2 separate regions of the Mus musculus genome follow, and region 2 is linked to region 1. A link is a contact called in public Hi-C data. All regions are on one chromosome and are shown on one strand. The core of a region is the stretch at or near the end of the contact, and the rest is flanking DNA. Distances in the headings are between cores, read along the strand shown. Region 1 holds the start of Abhd6 (abhydrolase domain containing 6). Region 2 holds the start of Fezf2 (Fez family zinc finger 2).

The links. A called contact is a pair of places that touch in the nucleus more often than the background predicts.
Region 2: a contact with region 1 is called in a Hi-C map of embryonic stem cells, with 12 times the contacts expected there. The contact joins the promoter of Fezf2 here to the promoter of Abhd6 in region 1. A contact is called at or near these places in 1 of 39 promoter capture datasets (cranial neural crest) and 3 of 484 Hi-C or Micro-C datasets (all in embryonic stem cells).

What each region holds. Positions count from the first base shown.
Region 1 is chr14:7,999,968-8,007,923 of GRCm38.p6, forward strand. It overlaps Abhd6 (abhydrolase domain containing 6), which reads left to right and starts at 2,921. Exons shown (of 9, transcript NM_025341.4): 1 at 2,921-2,996. Gm30244 (predicted gene, 30244) reads right to left here and starts at 4,087. Exons shown (of 2, transcript NR_168596.1): 1 at 3,898-4,087; 2 at 3,525-3,747.
Region 2 is chr14:12,340,685-12,348,640 of GRCm38.p6, forward strand. Fezf2 (Fez family zinc finger 2) reads right to left here and starts at 5,181. Exons shown (of 5, transcript NM_080433.3): 1 at 4,903-5,181; 2 at 3,665-4,554; 3 at 3,234-3,368; 4 at 2,955-3,087; 5 at 1,208-2,074. The coding sequence starts at 4,501. The coding sequence ends at 1,812.

The sequences.
Region 1 (7,956 bases), core at 1,671-4,170:
TTTATTTGTTTTGTTTTGTCTTGTATTTGTTTCATTTTCAAGACAGGCTTTTCTCTGTATAACAGCCCTACATTTCCTAGCTATATGTATATAACTAGCTCTGTAGACCAGAACTGGCCTGGAACGCACAGAGATCCACCTGCCTCTGTCTCCTGAATGCTGGGATTAAAGTCAAGCAGCCACCACACCTGGCTCTTGTTTCTTTATAAATCAGCCCAGTATTCTGTTATACCAACAGAACTCAGACTAAGAAAAGCATGAAAGGATGACCAAAATGCCTTCTGCCTTAACTCAGAGTTAAGGAATTAATGGGCTTGTCTTCAGTTTCACTGAGTTTTCTGGGTCTCTGAAATATCTGTATCCAATGGCCAAAAGTCAGTCACAAATTTGAATTGCCACACTAAATCTCTAGCTCAAATCGCCTTGCGTCCCATTGGCTACTTTAGACTTTCCAGTTTGCCCAAGCGTGATATCAACTCAGTCCCTAGGGTACTAGTTTTGCAACACTAAATAAACAAGTCACAGGCAAATCGGAATTAATTGATCATTCTGGCATTAGGGTTAGGTTAGGACGCAGAGGATGGGCAAGCAAGAAGTAGTAGACATAATATTTATTTTACCTAAGAATTTCTTAACATGGATAAATGTAAGAGGTAAATGCTATACTGTCCCTATTGTATAGTAGGGTATAAGCTGGAGCTGAGAGAGAGTAGACAAATTCTCAGAGTGTCCATTGAGTGATCGGCAGAATTGACATGCCAGAGACCAACCAGTGCCCTCATCCTTTGCTTTGCATTGCCCTAAGGAGCTCCTGTGTAAAGGTGGTACAGAGAAAGTCCAGAAACTGTATTTAGAATTAATTCTGGGACTAAAAGCCAATTCTCTACAGAAAGTCAGTGGAAGCTGTTTCCATGGAGACCCACTCACATCCAACCTAGCTGTGTTCAAATGTAGCCGCAATGGTGAGGAGGCGTCGTCACTAAAATGAGGTGCATTTCCAACAGTCCCCCCAGTTTCTCCAATGTCTCCCACAGGTTGTGAATTCAGTGGAGTCTTTACCTCAGCCTGCAGCATGTGTCTCACAAAGCCTCGGAGGTCCTCCAGAGCGCCAGGTTGGTTGACAGGCCCTTATCACCCCTGCAGTGACTTTGGACAAGTTACCCAAAACTGAGGTTCGGTTTCCCTATGGTTAAACAGCAGACTCACAGGCTGCCGCTGAAAGCAAGGGGGTTAATGCACACAAACCGAAACGTTACGCCCAAACTAGGGAAGGAGGAGAAGTTCCGCCAAAGGCTAACTGCTCACCTGCCCTTAACCAGACCAATCTGCTTGGGACCTGGCCTGAAAAGGGCGGAAAGCCGATCACTCTGCTCTCTACCAGCTGCTTTCTTCTAGCTCTCTTCCACAGCACCTCACTGGCTGTGTTTCAGCATCTGTCACCATTCTCACTCTGAGCTCAGCCTGTTCCCTGCCACTTCGGGATCAAGTGGCTCACACACTGGAGCTGTTTCCACTCCCCGTGCAGCCCACTGTGCCGCCAGCTGCAGTGATAGGGTTACTTGTTTGTTTGGCCGCCCACACAGATTGTCCTATGCTGCTTTGTGATTCACTGTCCCCTCTAACCTCAGTTCACAGGAGAGGGAAGTAGGTGTGCTGCTTGCCTGCCTGCCTGCCTGCCTGCCTGCCTGCCTGCCTCCCTCCCTCCCTCCCTCCCTCCCTCCCTCCCTCCCTCCCTCCCTCCCTCTCTCTCTCCCTTCCTTCCTTTCTTCCTTCCTTTTTCTTCCTTCCTTTCTCTTTCTTTCTCAACAGTTTCGTTGTCCTGCAACTCACTCTATAGACTCAAGAGATCCAGCTTGCTCTGTAGACCAGGCTGGCCTCAAACTCAGAGATCCACCTGGCTCTGCCATTGGAGTGCTAGGATTAAAGGTGTGCCCCACCACTGCCCTCATCGGCTTCTTAAAAATCCATCTCTGTGCTGTGCCTCATGTGTGAACTACTGTGCTCCTGTTCTAAGTCCTGAGGGCTCCCCCCCCCCTTTTTAAAATTAGGGATGTTTTTGCTTTTCTTGACTCTGCTCATTCCTACGGATTTTAGAACAATCTTATGTCCCTTGAAAAGTGCTGTTGAAACTAGTGCTGCAGTTACCCCCAGTCTAACTTCAATGCTTTCCTGAGCCCTGGATTCTGGCTGCATCTAGTAACCAGGGGGAGCCCTTTGTTAGAAATCAGAGTCACACCTCAGGGGTTCTAGATCTGCTTGCCTCTCTGCCCTACCTGAAGTGGGACCTTCAAAAGCATAGGCTATTGAAGACCACAGGGATGTTTCTATTTGGCACGATGAGTGGCCTTTTCTCTTGATCTGGTCACTTGAACTAAATTGCGTTATTGGGTACATTTCATTCTATTCTGAACCGCGTTCCCCTTGGAGGACTTTTTCAACCAGGAGCTTTTTTATATGGTGCTGAGAAGTAAGTCAGGATTGAGTTTTGGATTTGCTTTGGATTTCCTAAGCTCTCAGGGCCAAGACCCTGCATAAATCTTTTTGGTGTGATACTCAGTAGTGCCAGGCAAACAGTAGATGCTCAATAAACGAAACAGTACCCCACGTGCTTCGTGGCTTCGCAGGGCAGAGTGGCTATGCCTGCGCCCTAATGACCCCCCCCCCCCAGCACTTTTTGTGAAAGGGATGATTCGGCTTGGCCAATGGGTGCTCGTGCGGAGAGGCGCTCCGGGGAGGGATACTGACTGTATCTCCGGGTTTGATATTTTTTGAACCGGGGATGGGGAGCGTCCCCTGGAGAGCGTCCTCCAAACAAATTCCAGCTGCTGAGACGACGCCTGATGCGGGCTGGGAGGGTTTTTCTGTCGGAGGGCGCGAGCGAGTGCGTTGCGCCTTTAAGGAGTCAAGCCAAGCCCACTGCCGAGAGCGAGAGTGCGCAGGTGCGGGGACCTGGGACTGGAGGGCGGCGAACGGGCAGCAGGACCGCGGTCACTGAGGTAGGTCTGGTGAGCGAGGCAGAAGGAAAGGCGACGGTGGCTACGCTCTTAGGAGAGGGATGGCAGCCTCCCATTCCTACGACCTGACCACCTGCTCCCACTTTCCGAGACCAGTCCCTTCTTCACCCCAGCATCGCAAGGGTGAATGCAGATAAGTCCCAGATACAAACCTCCCTTCGTATTCCATTTTCCCGCTCTCTCTTAAGGTGCAAATCCCGGGTAAAGGCCTGAGACGTCCCCAAGCCGGGTCTCGTCGCCACTGGTTGGCCGCCTGCCAGCCTCCTTAAACCCAGGGATAGAGTGAGAAGTGGAATCTGCATCCTATTTCTCTTCCTCCTCCGGATGCTCCGCGCTTGTAGCAGCCGCGGTGCCTTTCTCCTAGTGCCAGGATGGATTTAGTCCCGCGCTCCCCCCAACTCCTTGCTTCCTACACCACCCTGGAGCAGGGCTACAACTCGCTCTCCTGGTACCAGGGAATCTCGGCACCCTTTTGAGGATTCGTAGTCTCGTTGATTTAAAAAAAAAATGTCAAAGCTTAAAGACCTTGTTTTTGGAGTTTGAGAGAAAACTGGGCAGGCAAGATGTAAATCTCTGTGGCTGATGGTAGAGGAAGAGGAAGACCCTACCTCGTGTCCTTTGAAGTAGGGTCAAAACAGGCGCAGCAATGGGAAGTCTGCAAGCAGCTGTATGGAAGGAGTTCCGAATGTCTGGGAGTGAGTGTTCAGAATGTCAGGGCAAGCGTGCTTAGGATCTGAAGAAGAGGCGGAAAGGGGGGAAGGGGAAAATTGGATTTTTGAAAGAGAGCTCAGAAAAGCGGGTAAACTGAGCAGTGAAGACGTGTAAGCAGCCGCTTTGTGGGGTCTGTATGTACTTATCTCATGAAGGTGATTATTGTACGTACCATTACCTTAGCAGTCTTCAGGCATATCAGCTTTGCTAAGAGGCGGTCTCCTGGCTAGGTGACTGACAAGTCCAGTTGGATCAATTCTTAAAGACCGTGCTTTACCGGGAGGAAACGCGGTCTTTTTCTGGGAATCAACAAAGACCACCTGCCTCTAGCTTCCTCCCCTGCATATGGCACTTGAAATATTAAAGAAAGGCAATTATGACGCTTCCTTTTCTTAAAAAAAGAATGCGTTGCCAGGGATACCAGAGGTGGAACCCAAAACTCATGATGGGAGGGGCCAGTCCATTCTCCAAGTCCTGTCTGGCTGTCTAACACTCCCAAATGACCTAGTCCCAAATGACCTAGTCCCAAATGACCTAGTCTCATGTCACCTCCCCTACCATGACCAGACTTCTGTACTTCCCCTAACATCTCTCTTCTTCCACTAATATCAAATGTGCCTCCTTTCAAGTTGTGCTTCCCAGCTTTTGGCGGAGTCAGGATGCTGGTCTAACTACTTTGACAGCCAGAACTCGTTTTATCATCCCCGAGGCTTTCTGGTCATCCTAGAGATGCAGATTGTGAAATGCTAGCTGCAGGACAGAGCACATGATTCATTCCCGGGTCCACAGATCTAGGGAGAGACCACATCCACGTAGTGGGGCACAATCAGTCAGCTGTGTGTGCAGGGGATAAGTATTTTGAGTTAGGTGCTAGGTGGTTAACAAAAGGAAGTCCTGCTCTAGCTGGGACCTTGAAAACAACCATTGCTTCACTCCCTGCTCAAAAATCCCTTGTGACTGCCCGGCTGCTCCTAGCTGGTATTGAAAAATTGAATGTAATTATAATGGCTAACATAAAGTTAAGTACTGACTTCCTGGCTCTGTCCTAAGCCACTTAAAGAATGTCACTGGAGTTACTGCCCTGATAGTACCACAAGGTGTGTGTCTGGTTGATACAATTCTTAAGGGACAGTTCTCTGAGACTTTCAAAAATGTCCCTTCCCAAGACACTGAGTTTGACCTCAGTGTCACTGAGCCACTGACTTTCTACCTAGTTTTAAGAACTTCCTTTTTTTTTTTAATTTTTACTAATGTATATGGATGGTTTGTCTGCATGTATGTCTGTATATTATGTGTATGCCTGGTACCTAAGGAAGTTATATGCGGGTGTAAGATTCCCATGGAACTGGAGTTACAGATGTTTGTGAGCCACCATGTAGGTGCTGGGAATTGAACCTGGGTTCTTTGCAAGAGCAGCCAGTGCTCTTAACTGTTTAGCCAGGTTTAGCCCCTGTGGCTAACTTCTTATTTATTAATAAGAAGTATTTATTAATACTCTTGTAATATAGGGAATAGAAATATGGCACCTGTGTTCTTGGTACCAGTTAATTTTTCTAAAGTTCACCTTTATGGGTTGGGGAGTAAGGAAGATAGTGTTAGAACGCTCACCCAGGAAGTGATAGGCCCTGGGTTAATCCCTGGCATAGCTAAATAAGCAAATTATGGTTCTCTGATCATCAGGGAGTCTTTAGCGCTCTCCAAGACAGACAGACAGACAGACACACACACACACACACACACCTCTCTCCATGGAAGACAGCAGGTAGACTGGTTTGTAAAGTAATAGTAGGCTCATTATTTCTAAACCCTGTAACACTAAATTCCCTCACTGCAGCCCAGCAGGACCACAAGGAGAAAGGCTCCTGCTATATTGGTACTGTAATTGCTTTTGTTCATACATAAAAGATTTCCCCCACAGTGAAAGACTTGAGCGCACATTCCCACTCTGCCTGCTATGACCCTGGGCACATTACCTACCCCCTGAGCTTCAGCTTTTAGTAACTGTTCCTACATTAGAGGAGCCTGGTGTGTGGGTCACCAACATGGGTTGAGATTGCTGACCACTACTTGGGATTGCATGAGCTATATTCAATCACAAATAAGCAACTCACACTTTGTACTTGAAAGTGAGTTTGGCCAAGCAGAAGTAAACATTTTTTTTAAACTCAAGCCTATGAAGTTTTGTAAACTGTAACCCATCTCCTAAGATTGCATTGAGAGCAGATTGACTTTCTCTTTCTTGAGCTCCTATAACTGGTAGGCCATGAGCTCTGTGGGGATTTGCATAGGGAGAGTGAGTGTGGACACAGAGATTGTGCAACTGGACCCTAACCCTAACCCTAACCCTAACCCTAACCCTAGCCCTAGCCGTAGCCCTAACCCTAACCCTAGCCCTAGCCGTAGCCCTAACCCTAACCCTAGCCCTAGCCCTAGCCCTAGCCCTAACCCTAACCCTAACCCTAACCCTAACCCTAACCCTAACCCTAACCCTAACCCTAACCCTAACCCTATGCAACTTCATGTGAGGAGCAAAAGCTGCCTTAGAGATGGCCTTGGTTCACAGGATGTGTTGCTGCCACAGCTCTGTCTTGGGGGAAGATTTTAGAACCAAGGATCATATTTGGGGTTGGGAGGGGAAAAAGAAACTGAGCAGCTGAAAGAATACTCTTTACTAGTTTTTGGATGTTTTGGTGACTAGATCAGTTATTGTGCTGTGACTTCAAAAAGAAGGGCAGAGGTGTCACCTTTAAAACTCCGTGTTTGCAGTATACCGAGAGGCAAGTTCTGCAGGCTGTATTCCCCACTCCCCAGGGTGGAAGGGGTGTGGGTGCTCACCCCGGGGCCTTGTACATGTTAGGCAAGCGCTCTGTTATCGAGTGTGCAAGTCCACCCTTTTTTTTTTTAATTAAAAGTTAATTACATGTTTATTTGTGTATATCTCTACATATATACCATGGCACACACATGAAGAGTTGGTTCCCTTCTTCCATCTTCTAGGCCCCAGGGATTGAGCCCAGGTTGTCAAAGTTCATGTCAGGTGCTTCCTTACTGAATGATTTACCAGCACACACGCGCACACACACACACGCACACACACACACCCACACACACCACACACACCACACACACACACATGCACACACACACACACACACACACCACACACACACACAGACACACATGCACACACACCACACACACACACACTCACACACACACACACCACACACAGACACACATAACACTCACACACACACACCACACCACACACACACCACACACACAGACACACACCACACACACACAGACACACACCACACACACACAGACACACACCACACACACACACACACCACACACACACAGACACACACACACCACACCACACACACAGACACACACACACCACACACACACACACACACACACACACCACACACAGACACACACACACCACACACACCACACACACCACACACAGACACACACACACCACACACACCACACACACACACTACCACTGCCACCACCACCATCAGTTTTTCTTATTAATTTTGAGCATCTGACTGGCTGAAGCTGGCCTTGAATGTTTCCTGTGCTGGAAGGCATGGCCTTGGTGAATCTCCTGTCCTAGTTGCAACCCTGTTGCAGCTCAGATTACAAGCTTGCACTGCAAGGCCAGTGGAAAATGTGTTACTTTTTAATTTCTCTGAAATTGCATTTAGTTGGAATACAAATTGACAAATATGTTGAGCTTAGATACTTTAAGACATAAATCTTTATACATTTCCCTGCTCTAGGAAATGTAAGAGGCCATAAAACTTTTATTTTGTGACCCTGTAGGGACAGAAACACTTTCTGGGGTTTTTTAATATACTAACGATTAGCCACATGTTGCTATTTTAAAAAGGGCTTTCAATTAAATTTAAAACTCAGTTCCTGTTTCAAATATGGCCAACAGCTGTGTGAGGCAGGCTTTCATGGAAAGTTCCAAATGGCAACACTGTATAACTTAGACCTCAAGAAAGCCGCCTATTGGTGGCATTAATATCTCCTGCTAAATTGTCTACAGGCCAAGAAACAGAATGCACAGAGGGTGTGTCATTGTGAGGCAGGAGCATCAGAAATCTTCTTACACTTGTTTCTGCTGTACCCCTCCCCCCAGCTTTATCTACTGCTACATTTTGTGCACACTTAGAGCCACATATGGACCAGGCTCCAGTGTAGATCA
Region 2 (7,956 bases), core at 3,931-6,430, 4.3 Mb after region 1:
TTTGGAGCTCTGCCCTTCGTAGCCGGGAAACTCTGGGCGTGTCATTTAGATGGTCTCTCTGCCTCTACTTTTTCTCTGCAGAGTGGGAATAATCACACACACACACACACACACACACACACACACACACACACACACACACACACAGCTTGCAAATTGTTGCTAAAGCCACAGTAAAGGTGTTGAGTGCCTGCCTGGGAAAGAGCTCTAGAAATAAGAGGATCTCTCTCTCTCTCTCTCTCTCTCTCTCTCTCTCTCTCTCTCTCTCTCTCTCTCTCTGGTGGAAGTCAGTGGCGCTCTCAGTAATGAGTGCCTACTGTATACAACGCGTTGGGCTAACCCTCACTAGTTACTGTCAAGAGTTACCTGGGATTGCCCTTTGCAGTAACCATCCTTCCCTCCAAATAGCCTCCACCCGCGGTGCAAATCCGGATGGGGTCAGCGCTCAGCAGTTCTCACCCCCTCAACTCGGAGGCTGCGTGGAAGAGCACTCCCGGGCCCCGCGCCGCGTTTCCTCTGGTGTAGAAGAACAATGTTCCAGAAGACGTGGGCTGAATCACCGCGCTGATATTAAAAGTGTGGAGGGGGTGGGGGTGGAGGGAGGAGGCCAGGCGCGACGCGCCAGTAATCCGAGCTCTTGATTATCTAGATTCGGATCAAACGGGGCGGCGGCAGCCGGCCCCCTCCTGGGAATGATTAGATGATTAATGTAATGCTGTTTGAAGGGTCTCTGTTTTCTCTCTTAATTTGGGTCATTACTTAGAAAGCAAGCGTGAGATCATTTCATCAGCGTGCACGGCGGCAGAGATAGCTATTGAGGAAGTGGGCTAACTGCGTGGTAATCACGACCAGGGAGGACACATCGGCCAGCTCCGGGAGCTGGGCGCGCCCTCCCGCGGCAGGGTGCCGCTTACCGATCAGCCAGCCCAGACCTGAAGTGCAGGCAAAGGACACCAAGAGCTCAACAGCACGGCCTAGGCTGGACAGCCTCTAGCTGTCTCTGTCAGAGGAGGCTAGGACCAGGGTTGCGCTCCTTAAACCCCAGCCTTTTTCCTAAATTGCATGCTGTTACGCTCGGGATACCCAAAGGCCATTCCACAGCATCCAGCCACTTTTGACCCTTAAATTTTTTTCTCACCCAAATAAGAATCCCAAGTATCTGCTCAGTCACCAAATCAAACCTTGGGCTATTGATGGAGCCGGATGGAAGTGTTTCGGCCCATGCTCCTGGGTGCTTTAATATACCAGCATACCAGGAGTACGGTTTAACCTTAGCTTGGCCCCGGTGTCCCAAGAAAGTTACATTTGGGAAAGGAAAAGCTATAAATGCTTAGTTCCACCTCCTTCTTTGGATTTGTTGAGCTGACCTCGTGGCGAGGGGATGGGGAAAAGAAGACGCGCACTAATGGTTCTATTTATTGAGTCATATATATGTAATATTCCGTGTTCGCTTGTACAGGAGAGATTACAAGGTTGAGTGAAGATGGCAGGGGCATCACGCTCTTCTGGGCGCTCACGGTGACAGGCTGGGATTAAAAGCCGGCTGCCTGAGGAGAAGCGGAGGCCTGGAATTAAATATGTTTCAGCGCACTGGATTTAAATACGTTTCCTGAATGTACAAAGGTGGGAGCCACGCGTTTGTGCCGGTCATCGAGGACACGTTTACATTTCCCCAAAAATATGCTGGTTTCGATAAATAGATTTTAGCCTCTCTGCTATAGTTTTTTTTTCTTTTAATTTTAGAAATAAGTTTATACGTGAGATCTGCTTGGGTTGGTACAGGGCAGGAAGAACGGACAAGGCAGTAGCTCTCAGCTCTGAACTGTCCTGGCTAGGTCCTTTGCTGAGGGGGTGGCGGTGGGACCCACGCTGTCATGAAGTTTGCGCACATGTTTCTTTAAGTCAAAGTTTCTGCAAAAACCTTTGCCGCAAGTGGCACACGTGAAAGGCTTCTTGTCGTTGTGGGTGTGCATGTGGAAGGTCAGATTGTAGACCTGATGGAAGGCCTTGTTACAGATAGTGCATTTGTACTGCTTCTCGCCGCTGTGGGTGAGCTTGTGATTCTTGTAGTTCCCTACGGAAGAGCAAAAACAACAACAACAAAAACAAAAACGTAGGGGTTTGTAGTGGAATAAGACCTCCCCCAAACCCTGCACCACCAGCCCTCAGTCCCTGCAGTAGCTCAGAAGGCGATGCTTGACTAGGCAGGCTTGACCTCTCCAAACTAAGAAGTTGTCAAACTTCGTCTGCATCAAGGCCGGAGCGCTCCTGAAAGGACGGTGGACCAGGTCTTACCCAGCCGACACAGGCCCTGCTCTGCCGGTGCAGAGGCCCACAAAGCGTTCCTCCTGCCGAGCTCTGCGGGCTGGGAAACTTTTGTGCAGCCTAAGAAGGCAGTGGGTTCTTAGAGCTGATGCCTCGCTCCAAGAAATCCGCAAAAATCTAGGCTCGGTAGCTCTGTTCTTAGAACCGACCCTCCCCGCCCCCCCCCCACATCCCCATTGCTATCTCAAGATACAAAATTACATTTGAAATTGAGTAGAGTCCCAGGGTCTGGGAGCACTGGTGACCTGCCCCCAACCCCCAAACCTCTCAATCTTAAATTCTTCCTATAGGAAGATACTGCTTAGATTAAAAAAAAAAAAAAAAAGGAAGTAGTGCTTACAAAGGGAAGCCATACTCTCTATGTTTCCTTTTTGCCCCTTTCCTTAATTCTCAGCTCCAAAATTCAGTGCTCCCGAGAGTCAAGCCTGAATCCAGCGAGGTCTACCAACCCAGCCAGGAAAGCGTCTACCTCTGTCTGCACAACCCTATTCCAAAGAATTGCTGCGCCCTAGCCTGCGGCTTTTGTGCTGCCTCTACCACACTCACCTCATTCTCAGCACACTCCCCCTCCCCTGCGACCCTCTGAACCCTAAAGATGAGATGAGGGAGTGCCTAGCTTAGTACCTTACCTTTTTGGTGAAAGCCTTTGCCACAAAACTCGCAGACGAAGGGCTTGTAGCCCGCGTGGATGCGGATGTGCGTGTTGAGCGTGGAGCTGCGATTGAAGGCTTTGCCGCACTGGTTACACTTATGTGGTTTTTCCTGCGAAGAGGGGCGTGCGTACAGTAAGGCTGAGACCTAGGCAAGGGACAGTAGAGCCCCCCACCAAGGTTAAGGAGAATCCAATACTACCGCTCAGACTAGGGCAGTGATGTTCGCCGACTGGGCCTGATCTAGGGGCCACGTACCTGGGTATGGATAATTTTGTGTCTGCAGAGAGTGCTGGCCTGGCGGAAGCCTTTGCCACAGACTTTGCACACAAACGGTCTAGCTCCGGTGTGGACAGGCATGTGGCGGGTGAGGTTATAGTGAGCATTGAACACCTATGGAAGGATGAGAGCGGAACTTAGGCTGAGTCTGCCAAGGGCCTAGAATCAGGCCCGGAGGCTACAATTTACCTCCCTTAACCAACCATCCCATCTGAAGCCAGCAAGTCCTTTTGTCAACTGTGTGGCGATTTTACAGCCCCATTTTACAGAATAGGAAACTGAGGCTCAACTGAGCATCGAACGGAGCGCGCAGCTATTGGGAAGCTCCTCTGCTTGAGAGAAAGGTGTACAAGGCAGCCCAAGAAAGTCAGGGGCTACTAGCTCCCTCCCCCCAGAACCGTAGGCCTCACCTTGCCGCACACTTCGCAGGTGAAGTTTTTGGGTTTGCTGTCAGTAGAGCCCCCCGGTAGTTTGCTGTGGCTCTTGACTCCCCCTCGTTCAGCTGTCAAGGCCGAGTTCTCCTTCAGCACCTGCTCCAGTGGCGCATGCAAGCGCTCCTTATGGGGATAGGAAGCTGGGTGGGGGAACTTGTCCGCAGCCAGGCTGGCCAGTTTGGCGTTCTCCAGCAGAAAAAGCTTGGGGTGAGCAGCCAGGGAAGTGGGGGCCTGTGCGTTGAGGAGGCCGGATGGGAAAAGGTGGCCTCCGAGGAGCTCCGAAGGTGGGTAAGCGGTGGAGTCCAGGTAGTTGAAGTAGTAGAGAGAGCCGCTGGCAGGCAGCCCCACAGCCTGGTTGATGACCTGCGGTTTGATGACCCTGCCGGCGGGCAGCGCAGAAGGCGCGAGGCCCAGTTCGGCCTTGCAGCACACGCCACAGTTGGTTTTGCACAAGCCGCTGGCGCCGCACACTGGGGCCCCCCCGCCGCTGCCTCCTCCTCCACCGCCGCCCGCCCGGAGGCTGCTCTTCCAGAACTCCGAGTAACTGAGCAGCGTCTTGGACGGCACCTCGTAGCCTAGAGGCTGGAGAGGGATCATACAGGGCAGCGGCGAGCAGAGGTTGAGCAGTTTCTTGCTCTGGCTGCTGTCTGCCTCTAACGCAGCAGGCCGGGGCTCGAAAGGCGCTCGGGGCTCGGACGTCTTGGCCATGATGCGCTCGATAGAGAAAGCTAGTGTTTTAGAAGTGGCCGGTGACGCTCCAGCGCGCGGGCAGGCCGGGGGCACCATGGTCTCCAGGGAAGCTGAGCTGGCCATGGCGCGCCAAGCTGGGCCAGGCTGGGCCAGGGCACAGCCTCTCTCCTCTAAGTCTGCATTCCGGAAAAGGCAGGGGGGAAACCGCAATTTAATAAGCACCTAGTCGGCCCGGTCACCCATTTGCATTCAAATGAACAGAAGCAGAACAAAGTGCACCCAAGGGTACCAAATTACCGCCCATTAACCCGGCGCGCAAAGGAACCCACCAGCTATTGCCCTGGGACTATGAAAGGGGGAAGAAGGGGGAGGCTGTACAAAGGAAAGGAGAAGGGGTAGAAGAAAGGAGTCTCAAATTAACACTCCCAGCCCTTCCCTGGACCCAGGCCTTCGCCACGCGTGCTGGGAACTGGGCACTGAAAGAGCAAAGTTAAAGAGGGCCGGAAGAACCACCTCGCTTTTACCTCTTTCCCCCACCGCCAAGGAGATGCGTTCCGAGCCATGCAGCGTGTCTCTTCTGTCACATTTTGATGGCAAACATCTTCCCCTCCGCGTGAGATCACTGTCTTTTACATTCAGCTGACATCACATGAAGTCACTTGAAGTGGAATGACATGGGCGGCGGCGCGACTCCCGTTGAGGACCCTGCGTTCCCCCGCGCCTGCCGGCCGCCGCCACCGCCCCTCAAACTTTAAAGGAGGCAACTAGCGCCCGCGCTCCCTTCGGGAAAGTGCGAGCGGTTTGCGAATCGGGAAGGAGGGAAGAGAGGGAGGGGGGAGGGGGAAGAATCGTGATGGTTTTGCCGGTGGAAGGAGGTGGGGGCCGCCCAAACCCAAACCTAGGCAGAGTTCCTTGGGTGATTCACAACTTTGGGGGGCCTACAGTTTTAGGGTACGCGGGGAAGGCGGGGTGTCCCCGACGCGCTACCTCAAAGGGCCCCTGGTGTCCGTCTAATCACCAAAGTATCCCTTAGCCCTGCGCAGCCGAACTGGGCACCGTGCTAATAAACTGCCATTTACCTACGGAGCCAGCGCCAGCCCCGAACACGCGCAAATGATAATTACCTCATTAGGATGTGGCGCATGGACGCGGGCGTCGCGTTTGGAGGGGGGAACTTGTTAATGGGGAAATATTAATTTATGCAAAAGCAACGAGCTCGCCTTGGCTGGCGTCGGAGGTCGAGAGAGAGCTCCCCGCCGCCTAAGGACGACCTCGAAGAGTCCGGGAGGGCAGGCGGCGTGCCGGGGTCCTGGGGACCTGGGGAAGGGTGGGTGCGCCTGCAGCTCTCTGGCCCACTTTTTCAGTAGGGCTGGGGGATTCTTGCCCTGAGAGGCCTAGGGCTCTTTGAGAAGCTAATCGATCCGAATTGCTGATTTGTGATCGGGTTTGAGAGGCAAAGGCAGGCTCTGCGCCTGGTTTAGGGCTGCGTGCGGGGAGGATTCGGAGGGCAGCTCTCCCGCTGTTGGGTACTTACTGTTTGTATAATTGAGAAGGTCCAATCTCCACCTGTTTAAGGAGCAGATTGAAACAGCAGAACCTCCCCTGGATCCTATTAAAACGTTTTTCCTCCTAAGGCCATTCAGTCGAACCAATTTTCCGAAGTGATTCATAGAGCTGAATTCTGCCAAGGCAGCTCTTTCACTTTTAGCCACTAAAGCACCGCGTGGAACCGGGTTTTGTGTTTTTCTAAAATAAAAAGAAGGATTATCAGAGGGGAGAAGGAGGGGGTCTGAAGGGGGGCGGGCAAAGACTTAGTGTGGCCAGAGGTACAAGCAGAGGGAAGAAAAGGCTCTTTTCTAGACAGGCCCCAAGTAAGTTCGGAGGAATTCAGCGTTTTTGTGCCGGGCGCACAAAAGCAGAGCGCTCGGCGCTGGGTTTGGAGGGGCTGAATTCATGTTTGCAGACCATTCCACCTGCGTATCACAACAAACTGCTCAAAGAAGCTCCAGCACTTTCAACAGGCCGGGTGCTCTTGGTGACAACAAAAGTGGTCGAGGCTGAGGGTTCTTATGGGGGGGGGGGGGCTAGCTAGAGAAGGAGAGAATTAGGTTTAGGGAAAAGAGGGGCTGTGCATGGGGTTTTTGAAAACTTTTGGCTGTTTTTGTTCGTCGGACAATTATATCTTGCCAGCCGGCTTTTGCAAGACCAAGAGCTTTGTAGCCGCAAAGGCAGTTTAAGAGGATTACGGTGGGTATAATATGAGCAAACAGGGTTGAGGGTTTGATAGTCAATTCCTTCTCCAGAGATATAGCATCAGCGGAGCCGGGGAAAGTGCCGGTGAAGGCAAACCCTCTTCTCCGTTTGCAGCTGAGTGTCCATCTGATCCCCGGCCCACTACTACCCATCCCAGGGAAAACTGTCCATCCAACGCCAGACGGACGAGCAAAGCTCTAGTTTGGACTGCAGCCGAACAACATCCTATCCTCGGCAAAACTCTTTCCTTCCATCCACCTATCTAGCTGTGTCTCCTCCGATGGCCATTTCAGATCAGGTGTGGATGGAGCAGGTAGAGAAAAGAAAAGTATAGCTGGGGAACGGGTGGGGGTGGGGGCCAACAGACAGAGATCTCCAAGGAGAAGTGACAGTGGAAATGGTCTATGATAGACTAATAATCTCATCCTGCCAAACTCTGAAACTGTCCTCAAATTCAGCAATTATGAGTCTGTCTCCTTAATATCCACCACCACACACACAAAGCTGAAACTTCCAGGTATCAAAGCTAGAGTCCTGCCCAACTGGAGAAGAATATTTTCACACCGCCCATTCAATTTAAGACATTCCCACGGGGGATGTAAGTCCACACCCAATGTCCCCCATCTCTATGTAAATGACAAACTTATAGATGACCCTTCTCTCCCACCAAATCTGAAGCAAACCACTCACCCAGCACTGACTGAGATAATATCAGTTCACCTGCATCCTCAAAACCTGAATTTCTATCCCGACTTTCCTGTGGAATCCTGCTTGCCACCAGCCTTGCACCCCAGCCCTTTCCCCACATTGGGCAATTATGGATCTCCGCGGCACCTGAAAGACATGCTGGTTTGAACACTCCATCAGGCTGATAGGCTTCCAAGGACTTTCTAAGAGCCTGCTTTACCATCCCTTCTGCTTTCTGTTAATCTCTCTCTCTCTCTCTCTCTCTCTCTCTCTCTCTCTCTCTCTCTCTCTCTCTCCCATCACAAAGCAGAACTACCTCCACAGAAAGAAAACATTTGGGTAAAAACAAGTTGCCCCTAATGTGCCTTTCTTTCCAAATGTTGGGTGAATACACTGGCTTTCATGAAAGTATTTAATTAGCTTCCACAAACTTCTTCCCTTGCCTGCAGATTATATTGAAGTGGAGGGTTGGAAACTATTTTACACCTTGCCACTCACATGTTAATTAATCTCTATCTAACCCTAATTGCAGTTTATTCAAGCGCCGCTCAACAGCTCACCCACACAATAAACACTGATCCTACTTTTATACATATTACTTCACGTTAACACATTGAGTAATTAGCTCCAGTACCAAC